Linked DNA regions of Mus musculus: region 2 is linked to region 1. Evidence: chromatin contacts called from public promoter capture Hi-C data. All regions are on one chromosome and are shown on one strand. The core of a region is the stretch at or near the end of the contact, and the rest is flanking DNA. Distances in the headings are between cores, read along the strand shown.

The links. Promoter capture Hi-C pulls out the DNA fragments that hold promoters and counts their contacts.
Region 2: a promoter capture Hi-C map of embryonic stem cells shows a contact between it and region 1, with 4 times the contacts expected there. The contact joins the promoter of Papolb here to the enhancer-like site in region 1. A contact is called at or near these places in 6 of 39 promoter capture datasets (the 3T3-L1 cell line, the SN4741 cell line, cranial neural crest and 3 more) and 1 of 115 datasets of contacts at active chromatin or transcription factors (embryonic stem cells).

Annotation. Positions count from the first base shown.
Region 1 is chr5:140,581,755-140,587,064 of GRCm38.p6, forward strand. No RefSeq gene overlaps it. Among named protein-coding and RNA genes, the nearest start is that of Gm30603, 12 kb to the right of the region's middle. Within about 2 kb of position 2,472, at least 79 of the 459 cell types and tissues checked have an H3K27ac peak or open chromatin away from gene starts, as enhancers often do. A contact at or near this core is called in embryonic stem cells, where this site is marked.
Region 2 is chr5:142,527,323-142,532,632 of GRCm38.p6, forward strand. Papolb (poly (A) polymerase beta (testis specific)) reads right to left here and starts at 2,754. Exons shown (of 1, transcript NM_019943.2): 1 at 418-2,754. The coding sequence starts at 2,564. The coding sequence ends at 636. The region is part of intron 2 of Radil (Ras association and DIL domains); the gene reads right to left.

The sequences.
Region 1 (5,310 bases), core at 1,222-3,721:
GACAGAAGGGGAGGTGTCTAGCCCAGCCAGAGTCTCTGATGGCGCCCTAAGCTCATCCTTGGGACCTGGGGGTGGGGGCAGAGCCTGCTCATGTTTCCAGCGTGCCCCTCCCTCCTGCCAGCTGTGTGCAGCTGGGGCCTCACTCTGCTCGGAGGAGACCCAACACAAATGTGAGCGGGTGTGTGTGTGTGTGTGTGTGTGTGTGTGTGTGTGTGTGTGTGTGTGTGTGTGGTGGGGCTCAGGGACCTAAGATCTTCTAAGTTCCCTGACTCCTTGCAGTGACCTGCTCTGCTGGCTGCCAGTAAAAAAGGTGACAAAGGGAGAGTAGAAACCTGAGGTATAAAGCAGGTTACATCACCTGCAAAAACCTAAAAGACACAGTTCTCACCTTAGGTCTAAGTCTTTAGTCCCCCAACAGTTTCACAAGCTGGCACATAGCTCTGTGTGTGTGTGTGTGGGGGGGGTGTCTGTGTGTGTGTGCCCATGTGTACCCAAGGAAGGATTCCAGGGCTGGGGACCTAAAAGCTGGTTTGGAAAACCCAGGTGTCTGTCTGTCCTGGGGCAGCTTTTGTCTCTGTCAGAGGCATAGATTTGCAAGAAAAACATGTGTGGCTGAACGTGCCTGCAATCCCAACACTGGGAGATGGAGATAGAGGATCAGAGTCGAGCCCAAGGCCCCATGGGAATACAGGGAATAAATGAGATCCTGTCTAAAAAAAATTAAAAAATAAAAAATAAATTAAAAAAAAGAAAGGAAGGAAGGAAGGAAGGGAGGAAGGAAGAAGGAGGCTGTCTCAGTAGGTAATGGACGGAGAGAATCTTTATATGTATGTGCTAAGCACACATCACACACATTGTGCACATTTTTTGTTTGTTTGTTTGTTTGTTTGTTTTTGAGACAGGGTTTCTCTGTATAGCCCTGGCTGTCCTGGAACTCACTTTGTAGACCAGGCTGGCCTTGAACTCAGAAATCCACCTGCCTCTGCCTCCCGAGTGCTGGGATTAAAGGCGTGCGCCACCACACCAGGCTGCACAATATTTTTAAGTGGCACGAGTCTACCATTGCCCTTGAGCCTCAGTTTCCCCACAAGGACACAGCTTCTGGCAGAGGGCCATGACCACAGCTTCCTGCTGGACAAACTGTCAGGGCTTCTTTTTCTCCCGTGGGAGCCTCTCCCCTCCCCCAACTCACGAAGGGAAGCATCCACCTAGAGGTCCCAACCCAGAGGCTACTACAGAGCCACCCTGGTTCTCCACACCTCAGATGCTCGGCTCTCTCCATGCAGAGACTGAGACTGACCCTGCCACTGCTGCAGCTCTCCCTGCCTTGCCTGGTGGCTTCCCAGAGCCAGGAGGGAGGGACACTGCCCGGAGATGCAGCCAGATGGCTGTAATCCTGCATCAACAGAGGCTTAGACACCTGCTTGGCTCCTTCCCTGTCACTCTGGCCTGCCCAAGCATTCCAGGGCATCTCAGTTTGCAAGGGGCTTTCCCCAGCGCCATAGTGGAGCCTCGGGGCTCTGTCCCTCCCCTGATGGTGTGAGCATCATGCAACCTCAGAATGAGGCTTCGAGGCCTGACCTGTTGCCATCCCCCAACATGGTCAGGGACTGGTCCCTCTTGTAAGTCCTGTGTGAGTGTTCTCCCTAGACACGCCTAGGGCCTGACATGGCAGTTTGGAGAGACCTGCCTGAGTAGAATAGGAAATCTGAAAGAAATCAGAAATGCTACCAAATGCCTGAACTACATTAGAGGGTAGGGGGGGCTTGGGAAAGGTTTCTGTGAGGCAGGGTGGACCAGGGCTGGGCTGGGCTGGGCTGGGGGAGGGTTCCAGATGGGGGCTGGGCAGAAGGAACAGGTGTGAGGAGGCAGAGGGGAGGGGAGCCATCTGGGTGGAAGAGGAGAGCAACTAAGCTACAAGGCCAGCCTCCTGTGTCGACAGAGGCTGGAGCCAGAGGCACAGCGGGGCCTGGGGCTGGCGACAGAACTGAGAAGGAAGGGACACCCTCAAAGTCCTTAGGGTAAGGTTGGCTTTGGGGTAGCAGTACAGATTGTCCATCTCATTATAGTATCTCCATTTACAGGTCTCTCACCTCCAGAGCCCACCCACTGCCCTCCCCAGGACCCTCACCAATCCCATGTTTTGTGGGTCCCATAAAGCCTGGGCTGCCCACGCTGTCCACGTACAGAGTAACAACCCACTCCCACCCCCCAGGACACATGGCTGAGCCCTGGGCAGTGTGGGAATGTGGGCCAGGCAAGAAGGTAAGACTCACTCTTCCCTCTGTCCCTGCACCTGCCCGGTCACCTCCCACACCCTCAGCTCCAAAGCCCATATTTCCATGTGAATGGCCGCCCTCAGCCTGCTAAGCTGGTTAACAAGCCCCCAGCCCCACAGAGGCAGACAGAGGGTGTTAACACAGGCCTATTGTCCCAGCTCGGGCTCCAGGTTGCCATGGCACCTGCCAGGCCTCTGGGCTTGGACTAATCCTTTCTCTGGGCCTTTCACTGCCCTGGTCCCACCCCCCCAGGCTGGTCTCTGTGACTTGGCTGTGCCCAACAAGGCTAGTTTCTCTGCTGAGGTCAGGAGAGGCCATAAGTCTAACCCCCAGGGCCCCTGGCCCCAGCTCTTTGTCCCTGGCATTGTCCCTGTGTCCCTAGCCCTCCAGTTCTCTGGGAACTACAGTGGCTTGGCGGGAATTGGACTCAGCCAGGTGGTCAGTTTTTCCTATTGTGGAGAAGAGTCCTCAGTCCTGATCTCTCTGGCCTGCCCTCTGCTCTTCGGGTATGCCAGACAAGTACTACACCCACTGAGCTAAACTCCCAGCCAGCCCCCTTTCTAAGTTTTTGTTGTTTGTTTGTTTGCTTGTTTTTTTGTGACAGGGTGTCATTATGTAACTCAGGCTATTCTTAGATCTACGATGTCCCTGCTGGGCTTGCAGGTCAGCACCACCTTTTAGAGACCTCCAGAGTCACTTGCCAACAGTCCCTCTAGAATACCAACTCCACTGGGCCAGAAGGTCCAAGACCAAGGGTGCAATAGGTCCTTAGAGGGTGTGGTCCCTGTGTTGTAGGATGGGATCCATGGACAGAGGCACCAAGGGGAGGCCGAGCTCTCTCTCTAGACTGGCTTGACCTCTCCAGGGAAACTCAACTTTCTATCTCCCTATCTCCCTCAGAACCATGAGTCTGAGCATGAAAGACATCTGCCCTCTCTCCTCCTCTTCCACCCCCAGAAGATGGAGGCCCAGGATCTAGGATTCCAGACCAGTACATCACTGAAACGCAGCTTCTCAAATGGTTTCCACACTGACTCCTTTCTCAAATTACAAAGCTTGAGACATCTTTACATGATCTCAGATAGCTACATACATTAAAAACAAGTCCACAAACCAAACGCTCACCATAAATCAGAAAGACATTTACTTTAAAACAATTCTTTGGTATACACAGGACCCTGCAGTTTATTAAGGAACAAGGGAGGAAGAGATGACTCAGTAAAATGTTGGCCGTACAAGCACGAGGACATGAGTTCAGATCCCCTGAACCCATTTGAAAAGCAGCCATGGTGGAGTGTGCTTATAACCCCAGCCTTGGTGTTTAGGGTGTACACGAGTGACAGGGGGACTCCTGAAGCTTATTGGTCAGTCGTCCTGGCAAATCAATGAGCCCCAAGTTCAACCGGAGAGCTCCTCTCAAAAAAAATCAAGATGGAAGCCAGTCGGTGGCAGCACACACCTTTGACCACTGCACTCGGTAGACAGAGTCAGGAGGATCTCTGTGCCAGCCAAGGCTGCATAACAAGAAACAAACAAAAGAATAAGGAGAGCAGCTGAAGAAAGATATTCTACACTTATGGTGGTTTGGATATGCTTGGCCTATGGAAAGCAGCACTATTAGGAGGTGTGGCCTTAGGGGGTGTGGCCTTGTTATAGGAAGTGTGTCACTGTTGAGGCGGGGCTTTGAGGTATATATATATATATATATATATATATATATATATATATATATATGCTCAGTCCTGGCCAGTGTGATCCAGACCCTCCTCCTGGCTGCCTTCTGATCAAGATGTAGAACTCTCAGCTCTTCTAGCACCATGCCTGTCTGTACTTTGCCATGTTCCCACCATGATGATGGACTGAGCCTCTGAAACTGTAAGCCAGCCCCAACTGAATGTTTTCTTTATAAGAGTTGCCTTGGTCATGGTCTCTCTTCACAGCAATAAAACCCAAACTAAAACATCACCCTTCTTAGGCTTCCACATACATGAACATACAGGTGCATGTACCACAACTCCCACACATACACAAGACCATACACACAATGCCATATACTGCACACATATGCACACACAACAATAAAGCAAATTTGTATACTAGTGGGACATATATACTTGTTATTTTTATATAAAATGTTAACCAAATATTTATTTTTCAGAGTTTATCAATATGGATTTTTTTTTTTTGGTCAGTGCTGAGAATGCCATTTTATATAAATATATCATACAAGATGGTAGAAGCATGTTTAGGGTCACTTCAGAAATTGCTGGAAATTCTACTCTAAATCATAAGCCAAGGTTCATTAACAGTTTTCCATGAATCTCCAGTCGGCTGCTTCAATAGGAATTTTAAAACCAAACATTTCTGAGTCAGCTAAACCTACTTGTGATCCTGTGTTTTAAAATAAACAACAACAACAACAACAAGTGGGTCAGGGAGGGTGAGTCATGCCTGGAATTGGAGTACATGGGAAGTGGAGACAGGAGGATCAGAAGTCAAAGTCATCTTTGGCTTAATAGTTCACTCCCAACCTGAGCTGCATGAGTCCCTGTCAGAAAGAAAGAGAGAAGCTGGGGAGAGAGGAGAAAGAGAGAGAGGAGAGACAGAGATGGGGCACCCTCTGCAATGCCTGCACTTGTGAGGCTGGGGCCAGACTGAGTTACAAAGCTAGACTCTGTGTCAAAAACATAAGCAAAAAGCTTAATTTTACAAGCCATGTTGGGTACGAAAAGAGTTAAAACCACAAAGCCCTTCTTCCTCCACACCACGCCTCCCAAACTCTTTTGGAGTGGTTTCATCTGGCTTGCTTTGTTTGGGGCTTGGTGTTTTGTTTGATTTTTCAGGGCTCAGAAGGGACTCTGCCCACCAAACCCAAGGGCGACTTATAGGAAGGACCCTGGGGTGGCTCAGAGGACGGAGGCAGGAGCCAGGGCAGCACAGACTTTCTTTCTGAAACACAGTGGCTCAGCCTCTGCTTCTGCACTGGCCACCAAAAGCCTTTGCATTTGGGATTCAATTTCCCAGGAGAGCC
Region 2 (5,310 bases), core at 1,504-4,003, 1.9 Mb after region 1:
AAGTGGAAAGTCAAAAATTAGTTCTAGTTCCTAATGGAAAAATTTTAAATCCCATAAAGTACTATAATAAGGGTTCTGATAGTTTGTATTGCAAATTTCCCAACAATGGATCAAACATAAATCCAATTCTAATGTCAGTCAAGGACAGAAATGAATACAGCTAGAGGGGATTTTCCTCTTTTCTAATCAGAGCTCTCTGAAATAATGTAACTACTATCAACATGCTAATGGTCTGAGGCATGAGTAACAGTACTGGTTTTGAATGCTAATCTGGACTTCAAGATTAGGCCAGCAAAAAAAGTTACTAATGGAGTATGAATCTATTTTGAGTCAAATCTAGCCTGGTTCCCTCATTTTCCTTTAACATCCGAAAGCGACAAGTTCAATTTGCAAGAATTTGTGTAAGGGCCTTTGAGATAGTTTCTATCCATTCAATCTGTTTTATTGAACTCTCAATAAAAGGAATAGGATCTCTAGGAAAAACAGGGATACCGGGCTTATCTGTTCCCAGGTGTTTCCTGAGAGGCCAACAGAGAAGCTGCTGTCTGAGTGGTGTCTAAGCGGGACTCATCTATCTGGTTCTTCCCTTCTGTTGGGTTTCTTGTTTCTTTCTTCTTATCAGCTGAGACTGTCTTCTAGACTCCTAGTATAGGATTGGGTATGTTCGTTGCTGTATTTCCTGAAGGTCTAGATGGATGGTTTACCAGATGTGTCGAAGAAACCACTCTGGTCATTGTAGGCTTAGGTGGTGGTGAAATGGTAGGTTGTGAGGGAATCTGAGGGATGCTTTCACTCAGTGCAATTCCTGAGCTTTCTATGGGATTCACATGCTGCAAGGAAACATCAGGAAACTGTATGTTGGTCACAGATGCTGCCATAACAGCCAGAGCAGGACTGTTTCTGCCCTGAGGGTTTCCAGTCAGTGGACCTGTCTTCATAGTGCCAGTAGGTGAAGGAGCAGTCATGCTGTTTTCACTGTCTATAGACAAGAGAAGGCTGCTGTCAGTCACAGCTGTCAGCCTTACACTTTCTGTTAAATGGGTTTCCTTTTTCTGAAGAACATGATTTGGAAGTAGCTGATGAAGTTCCTTCCTTCTTAGATGCATTGCAGCAATCTTCATATCCATCTCAAACATCTTACTATTTATTGCTTGTCTGTACACTGTATCTGTGAAAGACTGAATATCATAGGTGAGATCAATACTGAGAATTTCAGAGTTTTCTGGCTTCTTCAACACTAACCCGATCACCCACATAGTACGAAATTCTTCCTTGTCAGCAGTTTCTTTTGGTGCTGGAAACGACTGAGGATTCACATGAGCCAGAGTAATGAACTCATTCTTTTCCAGGCTCCCAACCAGGATTCGGATCTTTGATTCCACCAAGCCCACCCACTCTAAATGTTGTTTCTCTGTTGGCGCACTTGCCAGAAGTACAATATAATGCTTGTATTTTTGAAAAAAGCTTGGAGCTTCAAAAAGTTTGGACCATTCTGCCTTATTCAGCAGAATTTCATGTGTGATAGCAAGTCCTTGTTTAAACTCCTCAATCATGACCATCCTGGTCGAAACAGACACATTGTACGTGGAGTTCTGCTGTGGGTATGCTGGTGTAATTATAGGCATAAGATGGTACCTGTCACTAGGATTCACTCTTGGGTCCCATACAGGCAAGTTAAGATTTCGTTCTTCTGGTTCTTTTAACAACACTGGATTTGGCCATTCCCACTCAGAAAACACCAAGAAAAATTTTCGCACAAGAGTGGATGCTATTGCATTTGGGTAAAGCTGGCAAGTTCTTGCTACTAGCATAGCCCAGGAAACACCTCCAAGGAAACCCAATATATTGGAATAGATGTTGTGGCATTTGGCCCATAATTTGATGGCTCTCAGTGTTAACCTGAAGCTGTCAATGTTTGGTACTAGATGTAAAATCTCATCAGTTACCCGGCAACCGTTAAGGCTTCTTATGCACCTAATATCTAAATTTTTAAGCAGACTATCATCTCGTAGGTCCAAATCTTCTGGAATAGTCTGCAATGCTAATCTTGCAAACAAAATATCAATCTCTATTCCATCAAAACACAGTTTGATAACCGGCACAAAGGCCTCCTCAACAGCTCTTAAATCTTTTACTTCCTCTTGTAGTTTCAATTTGTCATAGAAGGAGGTGAAAAAGTCATTTCGATCCACGTGTCTTGGTGCAACGCACAAAGCATCGATATCTGCACCTTTCGTGTGTACTCCTAATCGGTAAGAGCCGAACGTAAAAATTTTCCCCCCAACATTCTCAATTACAGCTTGTGGAAGATTCCTGCTTTCACTGATTTCTCGGATCCATTCCTTCACCAGATTATTTAATTTCTGCAAAATTAAAATCCTGCGCTGCAGTTCCTCTTCCTCTTCAAACACCCCGAAGGGCTGGAGGGTCTCGATCAGCTTCTGGGTGAGTTCGCGGTCTGTGTCCTTGGGGGCGGCCAGGCTGATGGGGGACGATATGCCGAACTGCTTCGGGGCGGGAGCCGGTTGTTGTGCTCCTTGGGTGGTCACCGCAAATGGCATCATCTCTAGCTCCCGCGCCGCCAGGGCACCTGCCCCGCCACCGCGACCTCGACGGCCTCTGCTCGGCTCATGATCCGAAGGCGCGAGGGGCGGGCTCCTGCCGGCCGGCCCTGTCGGCCCCCGCTCCGCTCCGAGCCCGCCGCCTCAAGCGCTTCCCCTGGTATCCCTCCGGGCCAACATGGCGCCGGGCTCCTCAGCGGTCGCGTTCCAGAACCGACGGCACACGCACGCACCGGCCGATGCCGCTGCCGCTCTCACGAGATTGGAGGAAATTCTCGCGCTAGAAGGCTTCCGGAAGAGCTCCATCCCGGCCCGGCCTGCCCGGTTCTGAGAAGTCTCTCTTGAGGGACAATGCACTGTCCTCTATCCCCAAGCAGGTTCCAGAGGATGCTCCAGCTAGGCCCAGGGCGACAGTGGTGCTCTCATCAGGCCTGGTGTCACTTCTTGGGGTGGCTTCTACTTTCCCTGGCTCCTGCTGAGAAGTTACCATCAAGCCAAAACTATGGCCCTTTCGTCGTCTTCTGCCAGCCCATACTCAGATTTCTGTTCTCAGTATCCCACAGTTCCACTGCTGTGTGCGTGCGTGCAAGGTGAATATACTCAATTTACAAGGGCGCGCTGGATTTCCTGCATCAGAGCAAGAAGTCCTTTTTATTTTGTGGCCTCTAGAAGATTCCCACGCCTATGCTTGGAATATGCTCTTCCCGACATTCTCTTTGTTCTCTTCGTTTGGATACAGGATAAACCTTCCCATTCTTCCCGTGCTCCAGATCTGTGCTTGTTCCTGGGTGACGCCAGATCTCCCACTTCTCCATTCTCACTTAAGTTATATATAGTGTGCAGTTGAAGCACCACTGAAGTGCACTCTTTGCTTTTGTGGTATTGGGATCCAAGCGCCTCACACACTACCACTGAGAGAACCAACTTACATATTCTTTTAAATACTTACCTTTGTGTTACTGGTAGCATAATTGTTCCAGTTTCACTCCTGTTGCTGACAAAAAAAAAAACAAACGAAAACACAACTTAGGGGTAAAGGGTTTATTTGGCTTACAATTCCAGGTTACCGTCAGTTACAGGGAAGGTGAGAAGAACTTAAGATATCTAGCCACATCACACTCAGTCAAGAGCAGTGAGAACAAATGTACCCATGCCTGCTTCCTGTCATCCATCTATCTATTTCTCCTGTTTATACAGTCCAGGGTCCCTTGCCTAAGGACGGGAATGCCCACAATGGGCTGGATCTCCTGTGTAAATGAACACTCAGGACAGTCCCCTACAGACACACCCACAAGTCTACTGGATCTAGGTAATTCCTCATTAAGAATCTCTTCCCAGGGCTGGAAAGGTGGCTCAGAAGAAGGATGGGAGGAGGAGAAGGCACCACTGTTGCTTTTCCAGGATAGGAGATTGGTTCCCTATGATACCTCTGGCCTCTGATGGCACATGCTTACACATAATTAAAACTTGGAAACTTGGAAAACCTTTTTTTTTCAAGACAGGGTTTCTCTGTATAGCCCTGGCTGTCCTGGAACTCACTTTGTAGACCAGGCTGGGCTCGAACTCAGAAATCCACCTGCCTCTGCCTCCCGAGTGCTGGGATTAAAGGCGAAAACATTTTTTTAAAAAAAGAACTTTCTAGTTGATTCTAGATTGTGACAAGTTGACAGTTAAAGTTAACCAGCATAATTCTCTTGTTCTTTTAAACATCTGTCTCTATTTTGGAGGTGATACACTGTTTTCATCCTACCATCTCTTCAAATATGGTGAGCATTCATTAGTATTCAGTAGCCAGTAATGTCTCCGAGAGTCTAATTCTGTAGTGTGCTGTCTTTCATGAATTTCTGGGCATTTTTCCCTTTTGTGTTCTCTGATTTTTGTTATGAGCTCATTTGTGGAGAGGACTGGGATGCCCATGCCTGGTGAATATGGAAATCCAGGTAGGATTTCCTTTGGTTTTGCTAGATGCTCTTGTACTAAGCTGTGTATGTGATTTCTTTTCTTTCTTTTCTTTTTTCTTTTTTTTTTTTTTTTTTTTTTTTGAGTCAGGGTTTCTCTGTATAGCCCTGGCTGTCCTGGAACTCACTTTGTAAACTAGGCTGGCCTTGAACTCAGAAATCCGACTGCCCCTGCCTCCCGAGTGCTGGGATTAAAGGCGTGCACCACCACGCCCGGCTTCTTTCTTTTCTTTTTGCTTTTCTTTTTCTTCTTTGAGAGAGGGTCTCTCTGTATAGTTCTGGTTGTCCTAGAGCACAATATGTGGACAAGGCTGGCCTCAAATTCACAGAGATCCTCCTGCCTCTATCTCCTGAGTCCTGGGATTAAAGGTGTGCCACACCTGGTATGACTTTTAATGTTTTATCCACTATAATCCAGACCCAAATACATGTGGGACAAAATGTGCTTTTTAATTATCAAGAAAGTTTTTAAATTTTTCACCATCCAGAACCCAGGTGGAGAAAGATAACTTTCCTTGTTATCTATGTGCCAGATAGGTACTCAACATGCTAGCCTCTGGAGAGCCCAGCTTCCTCCGAAAGGAGGGCAGGTCTCAGTGCTACCTTCTTGCCTTTCTAAGGTTTCAATGGGCTCTGTCTCTCTTGTCCACTGTCAAGCTCAAATTCCTTTCTTATGGTTTTATTTTTATTTGCATGTGTCTGTGTATTTGTCAGTGCGTATACACTCACCCCAGCAGCTGTTGCTCCGACAGAGGTGCTGAGACTCAGACTCTGATCCTCTGGAAGATTGC